3 separate regions of the Mus musculus genome follow, and all the other regions are linked to region 2. Evidence: chromatin contacts called from public HiChIP or PLAC-seq and promoter capture Hi-C data. All regions are on one chromosome and are shown on one strand. The core of a region is the stretch at or near the end of the contact, and the rest is flanking DNA. Distances in the headings are between cores, read along the strand shown. Region 1 holds the start of Cnn1 (calponin 1). Region 2 holds the start of Rp9 (retinitis pigmentosa 9 (human)). Region 3 holds the start of Acp5 (acid phosphatase 5, tartrate resistant).

Evidence for each region. HiChIP or PLAC-seq counts read pairs in DNA pulled down with a chosen protein or histone mark. Capture Hi-C pulls out chosen DNA fragments and counts their contacts.
Region 1: a promoter capture Hi-C map of adipose tissue shows a contact between it and region 2. The contact joins the promoter of Cnn1 here to the promoter of Rp9 in region 2. A contact is called at or near these places in 2 of 39 promoter capture datasets (neural stem cells and pre-B cells) and 2 of 9 other capture datasets (adipose tissue and pancreatic islet).
Region 3: a contact with region 2 is called in a FOXA1 HiChIP or PLAC-seq map of pancreatic cancer cells. The contact joins the promoter of Acp5 here to the promoter of Rp9 in region 2. A contact is called at or near these places in 1 of 39 promoter capture datasets (erythroid cells), 1 of 484 Hi-C or Micro-C datasets (embryonic stem cells), 2 of 115 datasets of contacts at active chromatin or transcription factors (bone marrow-derived macrophages and pancreatic cancer cells) and 2 of 9 other capture datasets (adipose tissue and pancreatic islet).

What each region holds. Positions count from the first base shown.
Region 1 is chr9:22,097,762-22,101,232 of GRCm38.p6, reverse strand. It overlaps Cnn1 (calponin 1), which reads right to left and starts at 1,980. Exons shown (of 7, transcript NM_009922.4): 1 at 1,815-1,980; 2 at 1-92. The coding sequence starts at 1,877.
Region 2 is chr9:22,466,721-22,470,067 of GRCm38.p6, reverse strand. Rp9 (retinitis pigmentosa 9 (human)) reads left to right here and starts at 1,712. Exons shown (of 6, transcript NM_018739.2): 1 at 1,712-1,994. The coding sequence starts at 1,867.
Region 3 is chr9:22,130,203-22,133,688 of GRCm38.p6, reverse strand. Acp5 (acid phosphatase 5, tartrate resistant) reads left to right here and starts at 1,824. Exons shown (of 5, transcript NM_001102404.1): 1 at 1,824-1,952.

The DNA of each region.
Region 1 (3,471 bases), core at 731-3,230, 370 kb after region 2:
TCCATGAAGTTGTTCCCGATGCGCCGGCCTGTCACCCCCTCAATCCACTCTCTCAGCTCCTGCTCCCGCTGATGGTCGTATTTCTGGGCCAGCTGAGGAGGAGACAGGCACACAGAGCAGGTGATGAGGACCCAGGCAATAGAGTGGCTCTGGCTTTCCCCGAGCCTGGCCAGCCCTGCCCGGATAGGTCGGATCTCCTACCTCATCCCAACTAAGGCAATCCTGTCTTAGTGTCCACAGTAGGGGAGGGGTGTTGGGGGGAGGCTGAGGGCCAGGGTTGAGGTGGCACCTGCCCAGGGGGCCATTCCGGGCATTCTGAGGTTTGGCACCAATGAATAGACAAGAGGGGGCTGGAAAGCCAGATCCTTGAAGCTGGGGGGTGGGGGTGAGGCGGCGCTTGGCTCCTTGGTTTCCCCTCCAAGCCAAACTTGGGTCTTAGCTTCCCCTGACCCAGCCCTCCCCACTCTCCTGTTGGAAGGGGAAATGCCTTACACTGGGGGTGGGGAGGAACCCTAAGAAGAAGCCCCCCCCTCCCCACCGCGTTGCTCAATCCCTCCATGTTCTCCCAGGTCATTGTGCATACAATCTCTAGTTAGAAATGAGAGCATCTTGTCACCCTCCAAACCCTTGACTGTCTATGTTTCTTTAGGTCTGTCCTCAGTCCCACTTGGTCTCTCGTTGTTTTCCAACTCTCTATATTATCTTTCACTCAGTCTTGAGGGTCCCATGTCTGAAGAACTGTGGGACCCATGGCTTTTTTTTTTTTTTAGCTTCAGCTCTTATCCCATCTTCCCGGGTAGGGGTGGGATTCTGCACACTCTTTCTCAACCTCTTAGCTCTTATCTCCCTCCTGGCTTGCTCTCCTGTCTCCTGTCTCCAGTCTCCAAGACTGCTTCAAGTCCTTTCTGCAATCCTTCTGCATGCTAGCCTCCCAGACCCTGGTGGCGGTGAGATAGAGGGATGCTTCACTTCTGCATGGGGAGAGGAGGGATGCAGCCCCTTACCTGGCCCCAGCCCTGCTGCCCCCCTCCTCACCAGCCCGGCTTTATAAAGCAAACCGGCCCTTATATAGCGCGGGCCCGGGCTGCCCAAGGCCGCCTTATAAGGCGCGGCGGCTCCTCTGCGACTCTGGGGCCGGCGCTGGGGGGAGGGGGCGGCGCTGCCATCAGTCTCTGGCAGAGCACCCGCCCCCACACTCCCTGAACTCCAGCCCCTAGGATACCCTAACCGGATCCAGGTCCCAATCCCTGCTCCTCGCCCTGGAAAGAAAGTGCCTCAGTGTTCCCTTCTGTCAAATGGGACTGTCTCTCTCCCTCCGTGCAGTCCCCTGTCCTGAGAGGCTTGCCCACCTAGTTGTGGAGACGGTTTAAAGCTTTGCACTTGCCTTACCTGGCGCCCTAGATCCTTGTTTCTCCTTTCTAAGCCTCAGTTTACCCATCCATGACAGGAAGATGCTATCTCTCAATATCTTTTAGCTCTGCAGACCGGCAGAGTTTTGTTTTGTTTTTTGGTTTTTTTTTTTAAAGCTAGGGATCTGTCCCTTCTCCTTACATCCCTCCCAGGAACAAGAAGATTGACCAAGGAGTCTGAGCAGGTGCGGAAGCTTTGCAGCACTCTGATTATTTCTATGTATAGATCATGGGGTCCCCTCACTTCACCCCTGAAGCAACTGAGGGCTCTGGGGTGTTGAAAGGACAGAAAAACAGCCCCTACCGTTAACTTCTCAGGTCTTAGGACACGTGACACAGGTAGGAGGGATTTTGGGGAACAGGGCTCTGTCCCGGCGGGGTGTTTGTCAGTCCTTCCAGCCTTACCTTGTTCTTTACTTCAGCAGACAAGCCGTAGGCAGGACCTCGGTTAAAATGTGCAGAAGACATGCTGGCCAGGGGGCTCTGGCAAAGCAGAGGTGCAGATGACACAGACAAGCGCAACAGGCAGCCGAGCCTCCGTCTGCACCCTCTTCCCTCCTCACACGTTTTTGAAGCTCCAGAAGCCAGCCCTGGGCTCTTCCAAGCCTGTCCCATTGGCCACGGGGGCTGCCAAGAGGCGTGGCACCCCACACATACTCTGGCCACCCCCACCTCCTGATGTCAGAGCCTTGGTATTGGGAGCTGACTGTGTCATTGTTTCCACCTAGGGGGCTGAATGCCTTATTCTGGGAGAGGGGTTCTCATACAGCCCACCCCTTTTCCACCCTTCTCCCCATGCCAACTGTCCCGTCTCTGAGACTCCTTATCTCAGAGGTCATTGATCTCCTTCTTCAGTCCCAAGACAGAACCGCTGCACCCCCACCCAAGCCCCTAGCATAGCAAGATGATCTGACAGACCTCCATTCACCAACCCTCTACACAGAGCCTTCCCCTCTATGGGACCCTATTGCCAAATCTCTAGAGGGGCTAACAACTGTGCTTGCCTCACAAGGGTGCAGTAAAGGGCAGGGAGGAAATGTCACCTCCAGGGTGCCCAGTATGAAAGCTGGCACAAAGGAGAACTTCAGCAAAGCTTTATTTCTTTGAAGAATCTAGTACCCAGTTCTGTCCTCTCCAGTCACTCATAAGGAATTGGAACAGCAAAGAACCTAGATCTAAGCTCGTAGATGACCCGTGCCTGCAATCCTAGCACTTGAGAACCTGAAGCAAAAGGATGCCTGAGAGTTTGGGGCCAGCCTGGGCTACACAGAATTCCAGCACAGCCTGGCCTTGAGACTGACTCTCTCTCTCTCTCTCTCTCTCTCTCTCTCTCTCACACACACACACACACACACACACACACACACACACACACACACATTAGTTTAAAATGGTAAGGTGTTTACCAACAAGTTTGATGTCTAGAGTTTGAACTCCGGGACTCAATAGAATGAGAGAACAAGCCACACATGCACGCACACACACACACACACACACACACACACATGTAATGAGACATTTTTAAAGGGTGAGGCTAGGACATAGATTTGTTAGTAGAGCATTTCCATCCACAAACCCTAGGCTCAATCCCCAGGACCACATAAACCAAGCCTGGTAATTTGTGTGTGTAATCCCAGCACCCAGGAGGAATAGGCAGGATGCTCAGAAGTACAAGGTCATCCTTAGCTACATGAGTTCAAGACCAGTCTGGGCTATTTGAAATGAAAAAACAAACAAGGAAATATCCTGGATCTGGTTCCAATATCCATTCACTGGCCACCTGAGCCCCTGGGGCCAGGTTAACAGGTCTTGGGCCACGAACACGCCCCTATCTCTATCCAAATCAGGCTGGTCTGTAAGTACAGATCTAGACAGCTCTCATCTGGACCATGGAGTTGGATGCTCCACCCACATCATGTCAAGGACATGACATCAGTCTTCTATGCATTAATGGCACTTTAGAACCTGCAATTTGTTGGCCATATATAAAGGGCACATCTGGCAAGGCATGGAGGGCCACACCATTAATCCCAGCACTCAGGAGGCAGAGGCAGGCAGATCA
Region 2 (3,347 bases), core at 463-2,962:
TTATTTTCATTTAAGTTGGGATACTTATTGAATGGTAGCGTAGCATGCCTCAGACCCTAATCAGTTGGTTGTTTTACCTAAAAACAGGAGACATGAGATTGATTAACCCTGAATTTATCTAGTCTATCTGCTCCCTCTCCAATATTTAAGGCACAAAAAGTAACTACGGTATTTTACTGTCAGATTTTACAGAGGCCTATTCCAGACCTGGGAAAAGGCCCCTTCCCAACCATCAGCTTTAGAGTCCAGGAACGGTGAGAGCATCACAAACAGATCATTCTGAATGAGATCATCCAGGAAGCTGTCCCCAGTTCCCACCCCATCACAGTGGAGCAGTCACCTTCATGGGAAACAGATTGTCCCCTCAAGTAATGAGGTATATGTGACTACCTTGCAAGACAATGATTGAAATAACCAATCATAACATGGTTTGACCAATATTTAATTGTTGGTAGCTGATCCCTGCCTCAAATCTTCCCCTCCTTACATCCTAAAACCTCGTGCCAGTTATCTGGAAATAGGCTGTGAAACTCATCTCTATTTTCTCAGTGTGGGCCACAGTGATTAGTATCCTTTTGTTGCCCCTCCCGCACTGGGAGTCAGGCTCTGCTTATGGCTGGTAGAATTAGCAGCAGGTGGTGCACACCTTTAATCCAGGCACTTGGGAGGAAGAGGCAGGCGGATTTCTGAGTTCGAAGCCAGCCGGGTCTACAGAGTGAGTTCCAGGACAACCAGGGCTACACCCTGACTCGAAAAACCAAAATAATAATAATAATAATAATAATAATAATAATAATAATAATAATAATAAATAAATAAAACAAGCAAACAAAAAAGATTTAGCAGCACAGACCAGATTGAACTCATAGAGAACTGCCTGCCTCTGCTGAGTACCAAAATGCCAGCCTAATACCTTTCTTTCTTTTTCTCGGTCGTTCCTCTTTGCTACCTTTGGATAAGTGTAGAGACCTAACTTGGAACGCTCCGAGTGGAGCTTCCGGCCTGAGACACCGCTTATAGGAGCAAAGGAGGAAGAGCAAGTTTTAAAAAAGGATGCTCCTCTGCAGGATACTGTGTGTCTGCTTTTATTTTTTATTTGCATCACCAAAAATCTTGGTATAAAATATTATGAATATATTGGTCTGTGTTTTTACTACGAATTCGCATAGTCTGGGAAACTGAAGATTTTATAGAGAACGTTGTTTTCTTCCCAGAATGGATGAATCCATAGGTAACAAGTAGCAGCCAAAAGGCTTTTAGTTTAGAAGGCCATACTGCTTTTGCAGAGAACCAGAGTTCGGTTCCCAGCATAGGGTGGCTCATATAGCCCACAGTTCCAATTCTAGAGAGCCATCGTCCTCTTCTGAATTCTGGGCAACTACCGAACTCCACCCCTGCACCACCACCCCAAATATATACGTAGAAATAAAATCTTTTCTCTTTTTCCTTTGTAACAGGATCTCCCCAGGTCTCTGACTTTACTAGCTTGACCTCGTACTCACAGGTCAGTGTTTCTGCCTCCTGCGTGCTGATATTAAAGACCTTTGACACCTTGCCCACCCACAAATACTTAAAACCTTCATAATATAAAAAAAAAAAAAAAATAGAAAGCAACGAGTCGCAGAAGTGGGTGTGGCCTGCAGGCGACTTGGAGCACCCGGAAGCCCTCGGGCCCCGCCCGCCTTCGCCCCGCCCCGGCCCGCCCCGCCCCTCTCAGCTAAGGTTCCCGCAGGCCTCAGGGCCGCGGGGGCCTGGCTGCACGTTCCCTGTCGGCGTTCTGCGGCACGGGCCGGTGGGACGTTGGTGGGGTTGCGCTGCGGGGAGGAAGAGGCGACTTTCCACCTTCTAAGCCCGCCTCGGGTCGCGATGTCGTCCGGGGCCGGGTCTCGGCGGCCGCGGGAGCCGCCGGAGCACGAGCTGCAGCGGCGGCGGGAGCAGAAACGGCGGCGGCACGACGCGCAGCAGCTGCAGCAGCTCAAGCACCTGGAGTCCTTGTGAGTCGGCTGGGCCGGGTGCGGGCGGTGCGGGCCGCCGCCGACGGGTGGGCGTCGCGGCCTGGCGAGCCCCCGGCTCCCTCTGCTCGAGGGCGGCGGAAGGACGCGAGGAGGGAGGCCGGCCACTGTCCCCGCCACGGCGACCGTGGCAATGGCAGTTGACGCGTCCGGAAGCCGAGCTCGGAGCCCCTGGGGGTCGAAGGACGCCAGCCTCTGTCCACTACCACGGACGGCATCGGCGGGAAGCTCAGGGTGGAAACTGCGGGAGACGCGCGGGAAGGCAGCGGACCCGCAGCCGGGCCTGAGGGTGGAGCCCGATGACCTGCGACGACTGTAGTGTAGAGTCGCATGTAGGTGAGGGAAGGTGGCGGGCCTCCCGTCCACAAACTAAACCGAGGTAAAAGTCAGAACCGGGGAGGAGAGGTTTGGGGACGCTGAGCGTGGTGAGGACAGGACATTGTAGGAGACTGTAGAAGATGTTTGTTATGCAGACATTTCGTGTGTGTGTTTGAAGACAAGTTTCCCTGTGTGTATCTTATGCAAACAAGTCTCCGTGTGTGTGTGTGTGTGTGTGTGTGTGTGTGTGGTGTGTGTGTGTGTGTGTGTGCGCGCGCGCGCGCCTGCATATTACCTCACCTGCCCGCCACCTTTGATCATTTTATCTATGCTTGACACATCACTGGCACATTGTTTGTGTGTTATTTTCTTCTTTCAGTGATGGTGTTTCAGTATGGAGTTTTCCCTCTTATATGCCCACAACCCCAGGCATCCTGTTCGTGTCTAAGACAAGGAAGGGCTCATGAGCCTCCCACCTTAGACTAGAGCGCCCTCTTAAATTAAATTTCTCTACATGTGACCTCCTTCACCTAGGAAATTTTCACACTACTGCATGAGTATGGGTATGTAAAATAGGGGATACAAGTCAAACACTTACTGATAATAAGACATAAGGAAATGTGTTTAAAGCAGTTCTTATATATGCAGTTTTACCATTGATTAAAAACAAAAGCAAAATTGAATACTAATGAGATAGATTACTTGTTTATTTTTACACAATTTAATCTTGGCTGCATATTTGAATGATGAAGGATGTAGAACATCTTCAACATTTTTCAGAATGATTTTATATTTTGATTTTATAATTGTTGAAGCTTTCACACCACTGTCACTATGCATAAGTACATAGAATATACGATAATAGTAGGAGTATGTTTAGGGCCATTTCAGAAATTGTTGCAAATTTGATCCTAACCAAAAAAAAAAAAATTGAACATTTTTTAAAAAGATTTATTTAAGTACATGAGTACACTGTAGCTGTCTTTAGACAGACCAGAAGAGGACATCAGATTTCAT
Region 3 (3,486 bases), core at 575-3,074, 340 kb after region 2:
TGTGTGTGTGCATGCATGCACGCATGTGCGCACTGTGTGTGTGTGTGTGTGTGTGCGTGCATGCATGCACGCATGTGCGCACTGTGTGCGTGTGTGTGTGTGTGTGTGTGTGTGCGCGTGCATGCACGCATGTGCGCACTGTGTGTGTGTGTGTGCGCGTGAGTTTCCTAAGGCTTGCTTACAGGAGCATGGGAATCTCACCACTGAAGAAACTGCCTCTCCATCCTTCGGTACCTGTTAACTACCGGCAGGTCTCTAGGAGTGTGTAGATTTATTTATTCTTTTCACTTGTGCAGGTGCCTGTGTGAGTCTATATGCACACAAGTGCAGGTGCCTTCGGAGGCCTGCAGAGGCATCAGTTGACCTGGAGCTGAAGTTACAGGCAGTTGTGAGCCTCCCCGCATGTGTCCTGGGAACCAAACCTGGTCCTCTGCAAGAGCAGTGTACAGTTATGAGTGCACTGGGCTATGTGAGAGATAACCACTGGAGCAGTGTACAGTTATGAGTGCACTGGGCATGTGAAAGATAGCAACCCCTGGGATTATGTTCTTTTTCTCAGGAATTCATTTTTTGGGGAAGTGTATTTTTTAGACAGGATCTCACACTTTAGCCCAGGCTGACCCAGTCCTCCCTATTTAGCCCAGTTGTCTCAAACTCACTCCAATCCTCCTGCCATTAACAGACATGATCTACCACACCAGGACTCTTTAAATCTTTATTACATTTATTTACTTACTTATTATTGGTAGGGCAACAACCCGGATGTGGAGGTCAGAGGACAACTTTTGGGAGCCGGTGCTCTCCTTCCGGAAACCTGATGGAACTCAGGCTCTCAAGTCTTGCCAGAAAGTGCCGCTCTGAGCCATCTCGAAGGCCCATCGCCAGACTTTATTCTTTGGGATTCCTTTGTTGTTCTGTTTAGGTTTTGTTTTGGTTTTAGAGACAGGGTTTCTCTGTGTAGCTGTGGATATCCTGGAACTTGCTATATAGATCAGGCCGCCTTTTAACTCAGAGATCTGCTTCCGCCTCTCGAGTGATGGGATTAAAGAAGTGAGTCCCATTCTGGCCCAGCTTTATTTTGTGGAATTCTAAGGACAACCTATTTATTTATGAATGAGACAGTCTCAGGTCTTGAACTTGCTATGGAGCTGAGATTTATCATGAACTCTTGACCCTCTGACCTCCACGGCCCAGGGTTACACTGCGCACCTGGTGTATACCGGCCTGCGTCTGTGACCTAGGGCTTCGTACGTGTTGGCACGCACTCTACCAACTGAGTCACACCCCAGCCTCCCTGCAAACCGGCAAAATTTCTTGTTTGAAATAACAGGAAAGACCTGCAGTGTGCGGAAGAGGATGGCTTTGCTCCGCCCCTCTGGGTCCCTCTCTGCCTAAATTCCTTCTCTCCCGATCAATCTTGAAGGCCTGTTTTACAGGTGGCTGTTATCTGGCACAGATAGCTCAGTCAAATCCCCTCCTCCGCCCCCCCGCGCGCCCCAAACCCACTGCTGGGATGGAACCCGAGCCGCTCTGGGGCCAAGCAAGCCCTCCACCGCTGACCTGCCACCAGCCTGGTATCTTCTCACCCATTTTAAAGACCGGGAGACCGAGCCTGGCTCAGTCCGGGGCTGGACCTCCCCTGCGCGGCCACCAGAGGCTGTGAGCACCCCAAAAGTCGAAGGCAGGTGGTATTGAAATCAGGTCCCGGGTCTCCCTTAACTCCTGGGACTCTGAACCTTGGAGGCGAGGCGCCAGGTAATGGCTGAGGCAGGATTGGGGCGGGGAAACCGAGGCACCCGCCCTCTGCAACTCTGGACTCTGTAGGGCAGGCAGGGAGCCGTGGGCGAAGGCTGGCCCGCGCCGCCTCTTCCCAACTCGTGCAGCCCGGAGCGACCCGCCGCGAATCCGCAGCTCAGTTGGGTAGCACAGCTTGTCCTGGACCCACCGCCAAGGTGAGACTCGCCCGCCAGGCCCTTGCTCTGCCTCCCACGGGGGAGGGGGTCTCTGTCTGTTGGGGCCACCCCACTTCCTTCCTGTTCGCCTCTACTGAGAGGTGCGAGTGGGGAATGCAAGGCAAACTCTTCGCTGGGTGACCTGGGGTGAGTCGCTGACCCTCTCTGAGCCTTTATGCAAAGCACGGAACGAGAGATTCCAGAATCCGAGCTTGCAGGGACCGGAGGGGTTGGTGGTGAGTGTTCAAGGAAGGAGTCTGGAAAGATTGGGCGGCTTGTGAAGTTAAGGAGGGAGGGGAGGAGGTGGGAAGCTGGCCACACCCACCACAGCGCTGGGCTCTGCGGTCGAAACAGCCTGCAGCTGACTGCTGTAGGTGCCAAGGTCAAAAGGCTACAGCCAGCCACGTGGTGTGTGCCTTCTGGAAGTTCCTTAGGCTGGAAACCGGGTGTGGGAAAGGCCATGGAAGAGTGTGGACAGAACTTCCTGGAAAAGGCAGTTATTGCTGCTGTTTATGATGGCGAGGGGGAACTCGGAGACAGTCCCACACTTAGATGACTCCAGATACACAATTTGCACTAGGACTTACAAAACACAGAGGAGACAGGGGGCTGTTACATGGGCGCCACAGAGGAATTATTTAGGCCTGTAATTCCAACACTTGGAAGTGGCTCATCTTTGGCTACCCAGGGAGGAAGTTAGGGATAGCCTGGGCTTCTTGAGACACTGTCTCAAAACAAAAACAAAAAAAAAAAAATAATTGGAGTGTATGTCACAGGCAAGCCACTGAGGTTCCCATGCTAGAGTCGAGACACCCACCCAGAAAAAGTGACAGCGAGTTACAGACAGCCAAGGGTGTGAAAACACAGACGTTCAGCCTAGAACAGCCTCAGTGCAGTGAACAGTCAAACTCGGGACCTACAGATGCCCAGTACACATTACCATCAGACCCTGGCTGACTGTGCTGGCTTCGAGAAACTTTTCACGGCTCAGTCTGGCCTGGGTGCCCCCGCCCCAGCCCCATTTCCAGTTCTGGGGAAGTCCAGTGCTCACATGACCCAAGGGGAGGGCTTCTGGACAATCCTCGGAGAAAATGCATCATCTTTCCCAATGATGCACTTCTGCCCCAGAGAATAAAGACTCGGTGATCACCGCTTTTGGTCCAGGAGCTTAACTGCCTCTTGCAGCCTCTCTGACCACCTGTGCTTCCTCCAGGGTAAGTGTCAGAGGAGCGAGGTGGAAGAGGCCTGTGGGGGCCACCTTCCCAGCTCCTCAGCTCCTTGCAGGCCCAATTGCTACTGGTGTGTCTGTGGAACTGACGGCTGTAGATGGCTAGGGTGTGTGTGTGTGTGTGTGTGTGTGTGTGTGTGTGTCTTAAGACCGGTCTTATGTCTTTATCTCAGACTTTCTGTTTCCATTTTTCAAACTTCCCAATGTAGCTGAGGCTGGCCTTGAACTTCTGGTCCAGTTGCTCCACCTCCATGGTAGTGCCTGAGTTTATAGGCATGCACCGTGAGACCAGGCTCAGCGGGCTAG